Linked DNA regions of Sus scrofa: region 1 is linked to region 2. The links are chromatin contacts, called in public promoter capture Hi-C maps. All regions are on one chromosome and are shown on one strand. The core of a region is the stretch at or near the end of the contact, and the rest is flanking DNA. Distances in the headings are between cores, read along the strand shown. Region 1 holds the start of HEATR6 (HEAT repeat-containing protein 6). Region 2 holds the start of DDX52 (probable ATP-dependent RNA helicase DDX52).

The links. Promoter capture Hi-C pulls out the DNA fragments that hold promoters and counts their contacts.
Region 1: a contact with region 2 is called in a promoter capture Hi-C map of liver, with 3 times the contacts expected there. The contact joins the promoter of HEATR6 here to the promoter of DDX52 in region 2. A contact is called at or near these places in 1 of 5 promoter capture datasets (liver) and 1 of 2 datasets of contacts at active chromatin or transcription factors (alveolar macrophages).

Annotation. Positions count from the first base shown.
Region 1 is chr12:39,342,740-39,350,176 of Sscrofa11.1, forward strand. HEATR6 (HEAT repeat-containing protein 6) reads right to left here and starts at 4,942. Exons shown (of 22, transcript XM_021067375.1): 1 at 4,924-4,942; 2 at 4,192-4,415; 3 at 1,418-1,525. The coding sequence starts at 4,410.
Region 2 is chr12:39,090,198-39,097,009 of Sscrofa11.1, forward strand. DDX52 (probable ATP-dependent RNA helicase DDX52) reads right to left here and starts at 5,361. Exons shown (of 15, transcript XM_013989946.2): 1 at 5,147-5,361; 2 at 3,762-3,960. The coding sequence starts at 5,233.

The DNA.
Region 1 (7,437 bases), core at 3,692-6,191, 250 kb after region 2:
AAGGTTGAGAAACCCTGATGTAAGGGCTGAGCTGCAGACTGTAATCACCCAGGGAGCTTAAGTCCTCCAGGTGATTCTAATTCTTTCGGTGAAAGTTGAAATCCCTGGTTTAAGCCATTCATGGTAATTCCCTTCTGATCAGACTGCCGTAGAGGGGTTCTCCTATGAGCTAGGTCTCTTCAGCCTTATATCAGGAAAGTCTGCTAGAGAGTCTGTGGGGCAAGCTTCCTCATGCTTAAATAAAATGGACAGAAAATAGTTTTTTTGCTTCTGCTGGCTGTTATTTATTTTGCATGGGGTGCCTGGATTTTAGGCATCTTACAACTGAGAGATGCTAGCTGAGAATAACCCAACCATGGAGAATGGCAGAATGGAAAGCTGCCAGAAAGTCTCTTAATTATTAAGCATCCCTAAAGCTGCATCCCTTGGGGCTTGAAATGTAAAATGTATATATGTGTGTGTGTGTGTACACATCTTAACTGTTCAGCTCTTCTGAGTTGACTTTTCTATTTCTCGCAGCCAGAAGCATCTTAGATTACAAAATGCTAGTTGATAAGTTTTGTGCTAACTACCTTAAAATACTCATGTGGTACATTATAGTAACAGCCTCAATTTTTGAACTGTTTCTAAAAGACACTAGATTTATTTAGCAAGTTGGAAAAAATTCTGAAGAGAGGAGAGCTACAATACAGACTTTGATATAAATAAAAGGGTCTTTTATCTAGTTGTCTCCTTGCCCCCAACATACTTCTTATGTTTTATGAAGACCAAAAGTAGATGACAAAAAAATGGTAGGTTTGGGAAAGGGGGAAAAATATTGGTAAGAAAGAGGTAGGGGACATTTCAATTTATTTTAAGGTATATCCTAGTTAAATACATCTTTCCTAAAAAATTCTAAGACCTGGGGCTGGAATGATACTGGTTTCCTGAACCAAACAGAAAGGAATACCTCTGATGGACAAACCACAGAATATTTATTTTGGTCAGTTTTTTATATTTTTTTTTTTGTCTTTTTGTCATTTCTTGGGCCGCTCCCGTGGCATATGGAGTTTCCCAGGCTAGGGGTCGAATCAGAGCTGTAGCCACCAGCCTATGCCAGAGCCACAGCAACGTGCGATCCGAGCCACGTCTGCGACCCACATCACAGCTCATGGCAACGCCGGATCGTTAACCCACTGAGCAAGGCCAGGGATCGAACCCGCAACCTCATGGTTCCTAGTCGGATTCGTTAACCACTGCGCCACGACGGGAACTCCTTATATTTGTTTTAATATCACTCTTCTTAAAGCATGTTTTTGCATGTGCATAGTTTCCCCAAAGACTGGCATTACATATCTACCACAAATGTAGTATTTCAAAGGTACTTACTTATTCTCAAAATTCATGATGTGAATTCACATGTTACCTACATGATTACCTGTAATGTGTTAAGCAAGTGGTGGATAAGCTGACACAGTTTGCTGACAAGATGATTCTGATTAAGAGGTACCAGCCGGCAAGCTTGGACAAGAAGAGCACTGACATCCTACCAAAAAAAAAAAAAAAAAAAGCCAATGAAAAGGTAGTATACTATTAGTCAACTGAAGATACCCCAACACAGCCAAATGAGAAAATAAAAGTGAACATTCAGACTCAAAATGGGGAAAGATGAAATTTGAGGCAGAAAGTAGGATGATAACATAAAAAAGCATGTGCTAAAAAAGAAGGAAACAATCAAAATGATTTTTGCCAGGCTAAAGACCCCAGAGTTTCCACACAGGTAGAGACAGTACAATTAAATAACCAAAGAAAGGATTCCAGAGCATAAAAGCACACACTGAATTGAAAAACACTAAAGAGAAAGCAAACTAAATTTGCAGTGCCGTCGCGAAAATCAGAAATGACACTTGTATGAATTTAATGAAAAATTATAAACTGTTTATTTAAAAAAATAACCTATTTGCAAATCACACTATTTATTCATCTATTGATGTTTATTGAATTAAAAGGCTCTGAGCACCTGCTCTGTACCAGGTAGCAGGCTGGGTCTTTGGGCTCCAAAAGTGAACAAACATACTTCTGAACTTCAAAAAGGCACAATCCATGAAGGAGACAGAAATACTGCTCACAATTATAGTGAATTTCTTGCTGAAAGAATTAAGCAAGAAACTCTGTGGGGAAACAGTAATTAGGGAGGTGAGGTGATTTTTAAGCAGAATCTGGGTGTGAAGGATGAAAACTCTGCCAGACAGGCAAGGCACTGAAAGACACGGTGAAGGGAATGGAGTCGGCAGACCTGAACACCCACATGTTTTACCGGTGAAACACCTGAGGAACAGCAAGTTTTAAATGATGGCACATGGGGCACAAAAGCAGGAATGACAAGACAGAAGACTGGAAAGGCACGCATTGTACAAATAAAGCAAAAGTCCCGACTCTTCCCTAATTCCACACTACTCCTAGTGACACATGCTATTATTCCACTGTAAACTTTTCCGCAGGTGGTTTTGAACTCTTTGTATTATCTATAAAGGTACCTATGATGTCAAGCCCTTCCCACCCTATTATTTCACACTGTAACTTGCTTTGACCATTTACAAGAATGTATTGAAGATCTTTCCAAATCAGAGATTTACTTTTCTAATTGATTTTTTTTTTCCCCCACTAAGGAAAAGATCACTCTAGCAGGAGAACAAAGAATGGTTTGGGGATAAGTTAAAGGAGACCCAGTGGAACAGTCCAGAAGATTCATCCTGCCAATGCATTGGCCGTGGGAATAGAAACGAGGGGATGGACTGAGAAATATTTCTGAGACTAAGACAGTTTCTTTTTTTTTTTTTTTTTTTTTTTTAGGGCCACACCCACGGCATATGGAGCTTCCCAGGCTAGGGGTCAAATAGGAGCTGTAGCTGCCAGCCTACACCACAGCCACAGCAACGCTGGATCTGAGCCGCGTCTGCAACCTACACCACAGCTCAGGGCAATGCAGGATCCCTAACCCGCTGAGAAGGGCAGGGATGGAACCTGCATTCTCATGGATACAGTCAGATTCGTTTCCGCTGAGCCACGACAGAAACTCCCTGAGACAGATTCTGAAGAATCTAGATTAGACAGGATCTAGAAGGAATGAAATCAAAATGCTTTTTGTGGGAGTTCCCGTCGTGGCACAGTGGTTAACGAATCCGACTAGGAACCATGAGGTTGCGGGTTCGTCCCTGCCCTTGCTCAGTGGGTTAACGATCCGCGTTGCCATGAGCTGCGTGTAGGTGCAGACGCGGCTCGGATCCCGCGTTCTGTGGCTCTGGCGTAGGCTGGTGGCTACAGCTCCGATTCAACCCCTGCCTGGGAACCTCCATATGCCGCGGGAGCGGCCCAAGAAATAGCAACAAAAAAGACAAAAAAAAAAAATGCTTTTGTCAGGCTAAAGAAGAAAGGGAAGAACCAATGTCTGTCCTTTGCGGCTAGGCAGACAATGTGTGTGTGTTGGGGAGGGGCGGGGGGGGGCGGGGCGGATGGGGGATGCAGGGTGTGTATGAAGATAATGAACTAATTTTAAGAAATGTGAGGTTTAAGGTGCCTCTGGGCACCAGATAACAGTGGTGTGACTGGGTCAGTAAGGAGTATGCAAAGTCTGATGTGAGTGAATATTAAAGTACTTTCAAAGAGGAGGCAAAGAGGGTGGAGCTAGCATGGAGAAACAGAAAACGGCTGGGACTTTGGGAGACTTAGTTCCAGTTCTAGCCCTGCCTTTTGCCAGCAATATGAATGACACTGAACCTTTGTTAGCCTCAGTTATGTTTATCAGTAAAACAGAACTAGTAATACACACTAAAATCCCTGCAACCCTGCACGGTACAACAGAGTATGTGGCCCGTGTACCACGTACTCAAGAACTGGTAATAGCAAATTTTATACACAAAGTGTTCTGAACAAGGGGAATGAAGCCGGGAAGGGAACGGGAAGGTAGCACCAGGGATGACACCTCTGATGTTATCAGAACAGAAGTCACCGAGTTGGCTTTTGAGATATGCACGTTTGCCAGGCGCTGCAGTGTCTTTCAGAAAGAGGAGGGCAAAGAATGTATCGCGGTCGGAGGGAAAAAAGAGCCTGGAACTAAGCACTGCAAAGGGAGGATGGGAAAAGGCCAGAAAGGCAGGGCGAGAGCCCTTAGCTAAGGTTCCTGAAGGATGGGGTCGGGGCCCGCGGGCCTACCTCCGGGGCCACGCCGCTGCCTTCGCTGTAGTTCTCGGAAATGAGCTGGTCGAAAAGCAGGTGTATCTCGGTGCGGCCGGAGCTGCTGTCATCCGGGCGCAGGGCGCAGAGCCTGGAGGACAAGCGGCGGAACCCACTACCTTGCTCGAGGGGTGGTTCCCGAGGCGTCTCTCGCGGCGGTCCGCCCAACAGAGAACCCGCGACCTGCACCGCCGCCATCTTTCCTACGTAAGACAACAGGGAACTACTTCCGGGGCATCCCTCGTCTCCGCGCGCTAGTTCCGGAAATGCCTCCTTCAGACCCGAATCCGATGTGGGAGGGGTTTTGAGACTACTGGACCTATCCTCGGTCTAGTACGCAGCAGATACATATTATGTGTGAGATTTTTTCGCCCGCACCTTTCCTTGACCCGTGACTGAAAACTGGGGACTCTCTTTGTCCTCCCAGAGAGTTTGTTACTGGGCAGGGCTGAAATTCATGTTTAGAACTAAACGTTTCAGAACGGGGCTGGGGTTGAAAGTGGCAAACGCTGCTAGTTCGCCATCCTTTTCCTCTTCTCACATGGTATTAGAACCCCTAATTTTTTTCTCCCAGGCACAAAACCACCCTGAAATAATAGCTGCGTTCCCCGGGATTCTTTGTGGCTGGACGTAAATCCTGTGGGTTGTGAAGCCCCTCTCCACATGCAATAATATGGGAGTTCAAATTGAACCTTGTGAAACACAACGTACCTGAAGGTGACCTGGTTGAGATTGGACACCCCAAGATTTACTGAAACCTGAAAAGCAAAAAGCTGGAAAAGAAAATAGCCATTTAAAAAGGTTGAACAGTTTTCAGTCACCCACGAGGTGAAGGCTTGAAGTTTATATTCTGGCCGACTGGGAAAACCATCTCTACGGCCGTCCTTTAAATTATGTAAATATAAAGCAAATTCTCACCCATGACTCTTAGGGAAACCCTTGAAGTCACCTAAATGTACATGTTTTATCCTGAGAATAAAACACTTCTGTTTAGCAATGAAAAGTGAGGGTATGCTTTGGGAGAGCTAGCTCTCTGAAGTCTTTGAGATTCAGAAAGAATTTTTCCCAAAGTATTTCAGGGAGAAATACTTTACAGTTTAATTTAGATTTCATTATGCTTGTATATTGTTTTGTCTTAGGATTCATGTATACATATGTGTGTGTATTTGTGATATTCAAACATTTGCTCAGAGAAAATCGGGAGCTGAGAACTAGTCGCTGCTGTTTTAGTTTGAATGGTAAGTCAGAGCCACAGGTTAGGTTCATAGGTGAGGGAGTTACTCAGGAAAAAAAGGAGAATCAATACAAATATGTGCTATGAAGTTGGCCTTTGCAAGGGGTGAGTGATTGCTCAATCCTCAGGACTTTCTGAGAGACCTTATGGAATGCTCTTGGGACCCTATCCTGAGGAATGGAAGGGGAAAGCATATACTTGCCAGCCTTTGACCTCTATTTTCAAGTGTTGCCCCCCCCCAACATTAATTCTTCAGTGCTTCTTCTTCTTCTTCTTCTTTTTTTTTTTTTTTTTGTCTATTTTCGTCTTTTCTAGGACTGCACCCACAGCACATGGAGGTTCCCAGACTAGGGGTCTAATCAGAGCTATAACCACTGGCCTATGCCAGAGCCACAACGATGCAGAATCCGAGCCACGTCTGCGACCTACACCACAGTTCATAGCAATGCCAGATCCTTAACCCACTGAGCAAGGCCAGGAATCAAACCTGCAACCTCATGGTTCCTAGTCAGATTCGTTACCACTGCACCATGACGGGACTCCTTCAGTGCTTCTGAATTGAGTGTGCATGGGTGTGTGGTAGTTCCTGTAGGAGCCTCTTGTTGCATAGACAGAGAAGTCCTGAGGCAAAAGTGAGAGGTGTGGGCTACTAGGGTTCGAGTATGAGGCAAGGCTCTGACAAGTTTGGTCTGCTGAGTTAGTAGATGCAGAAGATATACTGGTTGCTATGGCAACGATTAGGGTAAGCTTGTAAGGCCAAGAATATTTGAAGCATTGTGTAGTAGATATCCAACACATTGGGCTAGAAGGCTGTGAGGCCTGGCCATCGCCACATGAAGGTGGTGTGAAAGAAACTGTGGAAGGGACCTGGGTTTGGTGTGGCTCATTTTAGTCTGAAATGTGGATGACTCACACTTAGTGTTATTCCAGACTGAAGAGTTCAGGTATTGTAAACTATACCATTTGTTGAGTTCTGATGTATCCTTGTGGATGGCAGTGTGATTTTTCCAAGGAAATGAACATTCTTTAAAGTTCTCCCTATTGGCTTATATTTAAACAGTAACCTCCAAACTGTGGAAACTCACAGCTCGGCAAAAGCTCTCCCAAGAAATTCTCCTCACACATCCTTCCCTTGCCCCATTCTCAATATTTTTATAATATAGCCATGACTGAGGTGCTTTAAAGGATGCTAAGTAATTTCGCAGTCACTTCCTTTTATAAATTCTGCATAAGGTGATCTGGAGTCTTACTCTGGAATTTCACTTCTTTCATGTTTTGGAACCCTGTCAAGACTTCATTTTTGTCACCTCACTGGGGTCTGGATCATCCTAACTAAAGCAGTCTTTACTGCCCCCCTTCCTTTTAATTCACATTCTTATTTATTTCCTTTAGAACATTGACCATAATGTATCATTATCTCCATTACTCATTTACTTGTTTATTATTTATTTCTTCTTTGTGAGCTTTGTGAAGGCACAAATGCCATCTGTCTGGTTTGTTATTATGTCCCCAGTGCTAACACAGTGCCTGGGATGTGACAGGCAACCCACAATACCTGTGGACAGAATGAATGAATTCATGCTTGTGTATTCAGAGCCCTGCATTTGCCATCTGTTGGTTGATGTGAAAAGCAAATGGTATGTTCATGAAAATGTTCTGTAAACTGTAAATTTCTATAAACCTTAGGATCCAAATGAGGTAGGTAGCTATTATCATTCCCCCTCTTTTACAGGTAAGGACAGTTTAAATGGTTGAAGAAGTTTAAACAGTTGAAATAATTTGTCGAAGGCAGTAAATTAGTCAACATCAGATTACAACCTGGGCCAGCTGAATCTTAAGACTGTGATTGTGAAAAAGCTGGACAAGAATTGCAGCTCTCTTTTAACTTCCCACATCTCTCAATGGTGAAAACCAGGAAAGAGGTGCTGGATTTTAGTATCCAAATGAACTATGAGAGGCTAGGAAGGAGGATTAGCCTTGGGTTCAGTTCT
Region 2 (6,812 bases), core at 4,111-6,610:
CACTGAGTAAAGCCAGGGATTGAACCCAAAACCTCATGGTTCCTAGTCAAGATTTGTTTCCACTGCACCACAATGGGAACATCTGAGAAAGCCAGCTTTTCTATATCCAAACCACAACCAGCTAGAAAATAAAATGATGCAAGAAAAGATTTCACTTATAACAGCAATGAACACAATACTTAAGGACTATTCAGTATTATAAAGACAGCAATTCTCACTAAATCTATAAATAAATCTATAAATATCTACTTCAATAAAAACTAATGATAGGATTGTTTTGGTAACTGGAATAGCTAACTTTAAAGTTTACACGTGGGAGTTTCCGTTGTGGCTCAGCAGTTATGGAACCCGACTAGCATCCATGAGGATGCGGGTTCGATCCATGGCCTTGATCAGTGGGTTAAGGATCTGGCACTGCCGTAAGCTGTGGTGTAGGTTGCAGACGTGGCTCGGATCCCGCATTGCTGTGGCTGTGGTTTAGGCTGGCAGCTACAGCTCTGATTTGACCCCTACCCTGGGAACCTCCATATGCCACAGGTGCGGCCCTAAAAGACAAAAATAAAAAATAAAGTTTATGTAGTGAAACACTGTAAACCAACTATAATGGAAAAAATAAAAATAATTTAAAAATTAAAAAAGACATTCATTCCATTGTCAAAAAAAAAAAAAAAAAGTTGACATGGGAAAATGAATATGTAAGAACACCTTAAAAATTCTAAGAGTAATGAACAAAGACTACTTCTGGGATTTCTTTTTGATTTTTTTTATTGCACTGCGACACAACTAACACAATAAACTGCACATATCTGAAGTATACAATTTGAGGAGTTTTGACATATGTAAACACCTGTTAAACCATTATCACATTCAAGGTTATCTCCATCACTTTCCATAATTTCCTTGTGATTCCTTATAATGCGTCACTCCATCCATAGGCAACAATCTGTTTTCTGTCATTGTACATTACTTAGCCCCCCCACCCCAAGCTTTATATAAATGGAATCATATACTATGTACTAAACTTAGACTGGTTTCTTTCACTCAGGATAGCCATCTGTTGGTAATTTTAAACTTTTAATTTATAGATACTATTTCATTGTATGGATATACAATTTGTTTATCTTTCACCCACTGCAGGACATTTGGGTCATTTCCAAATTTCGGCGAGTACAAATAAAGCTGCTATGAACACTTGTGTACAAGTCTTTGTGAGGACATAAGTTTTCCTTTCCTTTACATGGTAAATGCATATTTAATTAAAAAAAATACTTTTCGGAGTTCCCGTCGTGGCGCAGTGGTTAACGAATCAGCTTATTTTTAAAAAATTCTGCCACATTTTCATACCCAGCAGTGATGCTGAATCCTTAACCTGCTGTGCCACCAGGGAACTCCCTCAAAGATTTCAATATAACAAAATGAAACTATAAATATGAAAATGTGGCAGAATTTTTTAAAAATAAGCTTAATGCTTAGAGACAAAACCAAAAAACCCCATGAAAGGTGAATTTGACATATGTGAAATGTTTATGAAATGGAAAAAAAAAGATAAAGAAGATAACTGACATGTGACAAACTAGAAAGCATATCTGTAAACATAATGTGTTAGAATACAGCTAATTTCCGTAATACATATAAAGCCTGATAAACCAAGAAAAAAATGAGGAGTTCCTGCTATAGTACAGTGGGTTAATGATTTGGCTTGTCTCTGTGGAGGTGCTGGTTCAACTGCCAGTATAATCCCCAGCCTGGCACAGGGGGTTAAAAATTTGGCATTGCTGCAGCATAGGCTGTGGTTCTGGCCTAGGAACTTCCATATGCTGCAAGTGTGGCCAGGGAGGTGGAGGTGGGGGTAGAAAGAGAGTAACAATGAAACAGGAAACAGGTGCAAAATACATGAGGAGGCAAATTTATAGAAAAAGAAAGCTCTCCAAACATTGCTGGTAGGCATCACAAATTAGAGTAATTTTTCTCTTTTTGGCCACATCCATGGCATATGAAAGTTCCCAGGCCAGGGATCAAATCCCAGCTGCAGGTGTGACCTATGGCACAGATGCAACAATGCCAGATCCTTAACCCACTGCACTAGGCTGGGGATCAAACCTGAGCTGCCGCAGAGACAATGGCTGGATCCTTAACCAACTATGCAACAGTGGGAACTCCTGGAGTGACTTTTTAAAAAAGTAAAATTATGCCTCCATTTATGAGACAGTTGGCATTACCAGGCCCAAATCATTACTAATCCACAAGAATTTGAATTTTCCAATAAAAACTATGTATGTCTATATACATTTGTTGCTAAATGTTTGTTTCTGGCTGTCCAATATCTGAATAAGATCTGCTGAATAAGATATGCCTAAGCTGCTGTTAGGTCTTTTTTTTTTTTTTTTGTCTTTTTAGGGCTGTGCCTGCGGCATATGGAGGTTCCCAGGCTAGGGGTCTAATCGGAACTGTAACTGCCGGCCTATGCCAGAGCCACAGCAATGCCAGATCCGAGCCACATGGTTCCTAGTCGGATTCATTTCTGCTGCGCCACGACTGGAACTCTGGATCTTTTTTTTTTTTTTTTTTTTTTGTCTTTTTAGGGCTGCACCCTTGGCGTATAAGGGTTCCCAGGCTATGGGTCCAATCGGAGCTGCAGCCGCTGGCCTACGACAGAGCCACAGCCAATGCAGGATCCAAGCCGCATCTGCAACCTACACCACAACTCATGGCAACGCTGGATCCTTAACCAACTGAGCAAGGCCAGGGATCAAACCTTCGTCCTCAAGAATGCTAGCTGGTGGAGTTCCCACTGTGGCACAGTGGTTAACGAATCCGACTAGGAACCATGAGGTTGGGGGTTCAGTCCTCTGCCCTTGCTCAGTGGGTTAACGATCCGGCGTTGCCGTGAGCTGTGGTGTAGGTTGCAGACGCGGCTCGGATCCCACGTTGCTGTGGCTCTGGCGTAGGCCGGCAGCTACAGCTCCGATTCAACCTGGGAACCTCCATATGCCGCGGGAGCGGCCCAAGAAATAGCAACAACAACAACAACAAAAGACAAAAAAAAAAAAGAATGCTAGCTGGGTTCATGAACTGCTGAGCCACGACAGGAACTCCAGGTCTTTTTTTTTTCACTCGTCTTGGTGGAAGGTTTTTATTAAACTACCTTGCAGCCAGGAAAGCAAAATGACTTTTACTACAACACCTTAACAGCCAAAATGTGGGAAAAAGTCAATGTTCATAACACAGGAACTTGTCAAATCAATTATGGAATACCCCTACAATACATAATGGGATACGCTGCTACAACTCAATGAACAAAGCATTGGACTTCCTATTGATACAATGTTTCTGGTAGACAATTCACAAATATCCAAATTTTAAATAAGTCTATTTGTTAAACTATGAAATTCTACTTCTAAATTTATCAGATATACCCACACATACCCAGCATGGGCATGGCTGTAGGAAGTCATTTTGCAGTTATCTGTTCAAAGAAAGAGGTATGCATACTCTTTACCCTTGAGTTCACTTTGGGGATGTTAATTACAAAAAATAAGTAAGTAAATAAATAAAATAATATTAATAATAATTGTACAAAAAGATATATGTACAAGTATCTTTATTGTATCTTTACCTTATCTGCAATCACAAGTACCTAGAAACATCCTGAATGCCATCAACTGACAAATGGCTGAATACTGTCTGATATGTAACCATAAGCTTGTATTATTTTTGTGACTGAAAAAACTAAAGAGAAAAAACACAAATCAGGCACTGACCTGAAGTCATCTTCTTCCTCTTTCTCTTGTTCTGCTCCCTCTTCCTTTCAGGGAGGCTCTCCTCTCTTTTCTCTTCATCTTGTAGCTCCTGACGCGTTCCTGATGCTCCACACTCACCTGGGACAGACTTCTTACTTCCAAAAAAGTCCAGTCCTTGCAGTGCCTCCGAGGAATCAAAGTCATATTTCCTTTTTCCTATCTAAAACCCCAAAAATGTGTAAATGAAATCTATGGACTGACTGGCATTTCACCCTGGCAGTACTGGCAAGTAAGGATATGGGTAAAATCACTCATCTTTTTTATTTCTCACCAAATATTTCTTGAGCTGACAAGTGTATCTGGGCAAATGGAATCCAAAATGTTACCTTTTCTGAACTTTTAACAGTAATAATAATAATGAAAATAGCCACCGAGACTTATAAACACTTATCAGCATAACACTGCAATCAGGCAGACTTCTAAGCATGTTTAGACATATTAAATTACTTGATCCTTCAACAGTCCTAACGAGGTAAACAAAAATATCACAGATGAGAAAAACGGAGACATTAAGAGGTTAAGTAACTTGACCAAGGTCTCAAAACTAGTAACCGGCAGACCTAGGATTTGAACCCGTTTCATATGGTTCCAGAGTTCAAACTCTTAACAATAACACTATACCATCAGTCAGAGTAAGAAGAAACACACATATTGCCCACACACAAATATGTCCCTAGTCCCAACACCAAGGTTGACACATTCAAGATTTTTCACGAAAGGGGCCCCAACTACTCCCGATTTACCACTCACTATTTTCCTATGTTAAGATCTCCCATTTCTTTTTTGGTCGCGCCTACAGGCAGGTTCCCGGGCCAGGGATCGAACCTGTGCAACAGCAGCAAACCAAGCGGCTGCAAGACAACACCAGCCGCGCCACAAGGGAACCACAGAACTCCTTTTTCTAAAACGCTCTTCTCATTGGTTCCTTAACACGTCGCGAAGTTGCGGGAATAAAACGCCCACCTAAAGCGGTACACGTGCGAACACAAACCCGGAGAGACTACAGTGAATGAATGTTCTCTCCGTTTTGGACTGTTTCTGTTTTTCAAATTCCTTTACCCTAGTTTCGGATAAAAGATTACTTTTTAAAGAAAAAATTCGAACTTTGAATAAACTCAATAGGGCGGCCAGGGATAAACGTGTCCGTGCTGGACCCAACTAAGTCTACAGAAGGATGGGTAGAGTTCATTCAGAAGGCTTGCAGTAAGCTGAACGCCAAAGAAGAGAAAATAACCCTACAGCCACGCCACAGGGTTTCCGACTGCCGGCTCCCCCAGCAGCTAGTTCCTTCTCCGGCCCCTGCCCCTTCTCAGTTACTCGGGTTCCTGACGCCCTGCACACAGTACCTGGAACCGTGCTGCGTCCGCCGAGAAGCGTCTCACGTCGAACTTGGCCCCGGCGCCCAGCCGGCGAAACAGATCGTGGGCATCCATCTTTACCCAGAAAGCTTTGCGGTCCCAAGGCGCCTGCGCAGAAGACTTCCTCTCCCAGAAGGTCTAGGTCTAGACCGTGGGCGGAAGTGCCTGGGCGGGGCGGAGCCTGGTGGCTGTGAGAGATCCTTTGTTATTCATTTGTTCTAAAAAAATATTTATGAAAATCGTCTTAATGCTGGTCCCTGTTCTACACCTAAAGGAATAGTTTGGTAAACAACACGTCGGGAATCTCACCTCGGAAAACTTCCATTTTAGTGAGGATATAAGGTATTAATAAGTCGAATAATTTCTTTAAGAGCAAAGTGCTGTGACACAGAACAGTGTAATTAATAGAGAAAGGAAAGAAGAGCTACTTTTAGGTAGGTGAGTCAGGTTCACTCTGATGAAGTGATATTTAATCTAAGAGGAGGCAGATAAACATATGCCTGAAGAAGGAAAAAGGTTTGGAACCTTGAGGAAATAGAAAGGCAACCAGGGTGACTGGAGCCAGGTTACCGTGAGGAAGCGTGGCACAGATAAGGTTGGAGGGACAAATGAAAACTAATCCTAGAGACTCATAACAAGGTCATGGAAAGGAATATGGATTTTAATATAAGCACGCTAGTGCAGCATGATCATCACGTTTCATATTCATTTTCTTCATTGTGTTTGTACCAAACAAAATTTATATGTGCATTGCCTCCCCTTTCTAGAATGAAGTCCAGGACCACAGAGATCTAATTTGCTTCACCACTGTATCTCCAATTTCTGTGTGCTCTCAATAAAGTTTGATGAACGAGTGACTGCTTCATAAAAGATTACTCTGGCTGTTTTAGAGAATGGACCACAGAAGGGATAAGAGTGGAAACAGAGAGGTCAGTTAAAGTAGCAGTGATGATGGTGGCTTGGATTAGGGTGGTATCCATGCTTTGGCGTTAAATGGATAGATTGGCATATATTTTGGAGGTAGATCTAAATGCACCTGATGACTTTCATATGGCTGGAATCGCTCCTGGGTTTTTGATTTCAAAGCTGGGGTAGATGGCATGCCATTTACTATGCTAGGAAAGACTGAGGGAAGAACAGCTTTTTGTGTGTGTGTGGATGAGGCATGGAGAAGTGGAATCACTTGGCATGGTTCAGACATGTTAAGATACCTCATTGACTTTATGTAGAGATGTCCAGGTAGATGGCTGATTTCACAAGTCTGAAGCTCAGGGGAAAAGGTCAGGGCTAGAAAAATAAATTTGGGAGTCATCAGCCTATAAATGGTACAATGGAATCATGTCAGGCCAGCATTTAGTTTGTTAAAATTGAGTTATACATATTCAACCAAAGAGTGTGAGAAATACTTTAAATTGTGTGATTCCTTTACACTCAAGGAAAGCAAACGTGGAGTGAAGATGAGATGAAGGATGTGAATCTGCTGCGCTCTCAGATGGATTCATTCAGTCCCTATTTCCCTCTTATAGTGGGAACATTTTAAAGATGTATCTTTAAAAATAAGTATTTTTCTTAAAACACGCCCCCTCTGTGAAAGCCCCAAGTACTTCATCTTTTGGTCAATAAAAACAATTTATCTCAACATGGGAGGAAAACA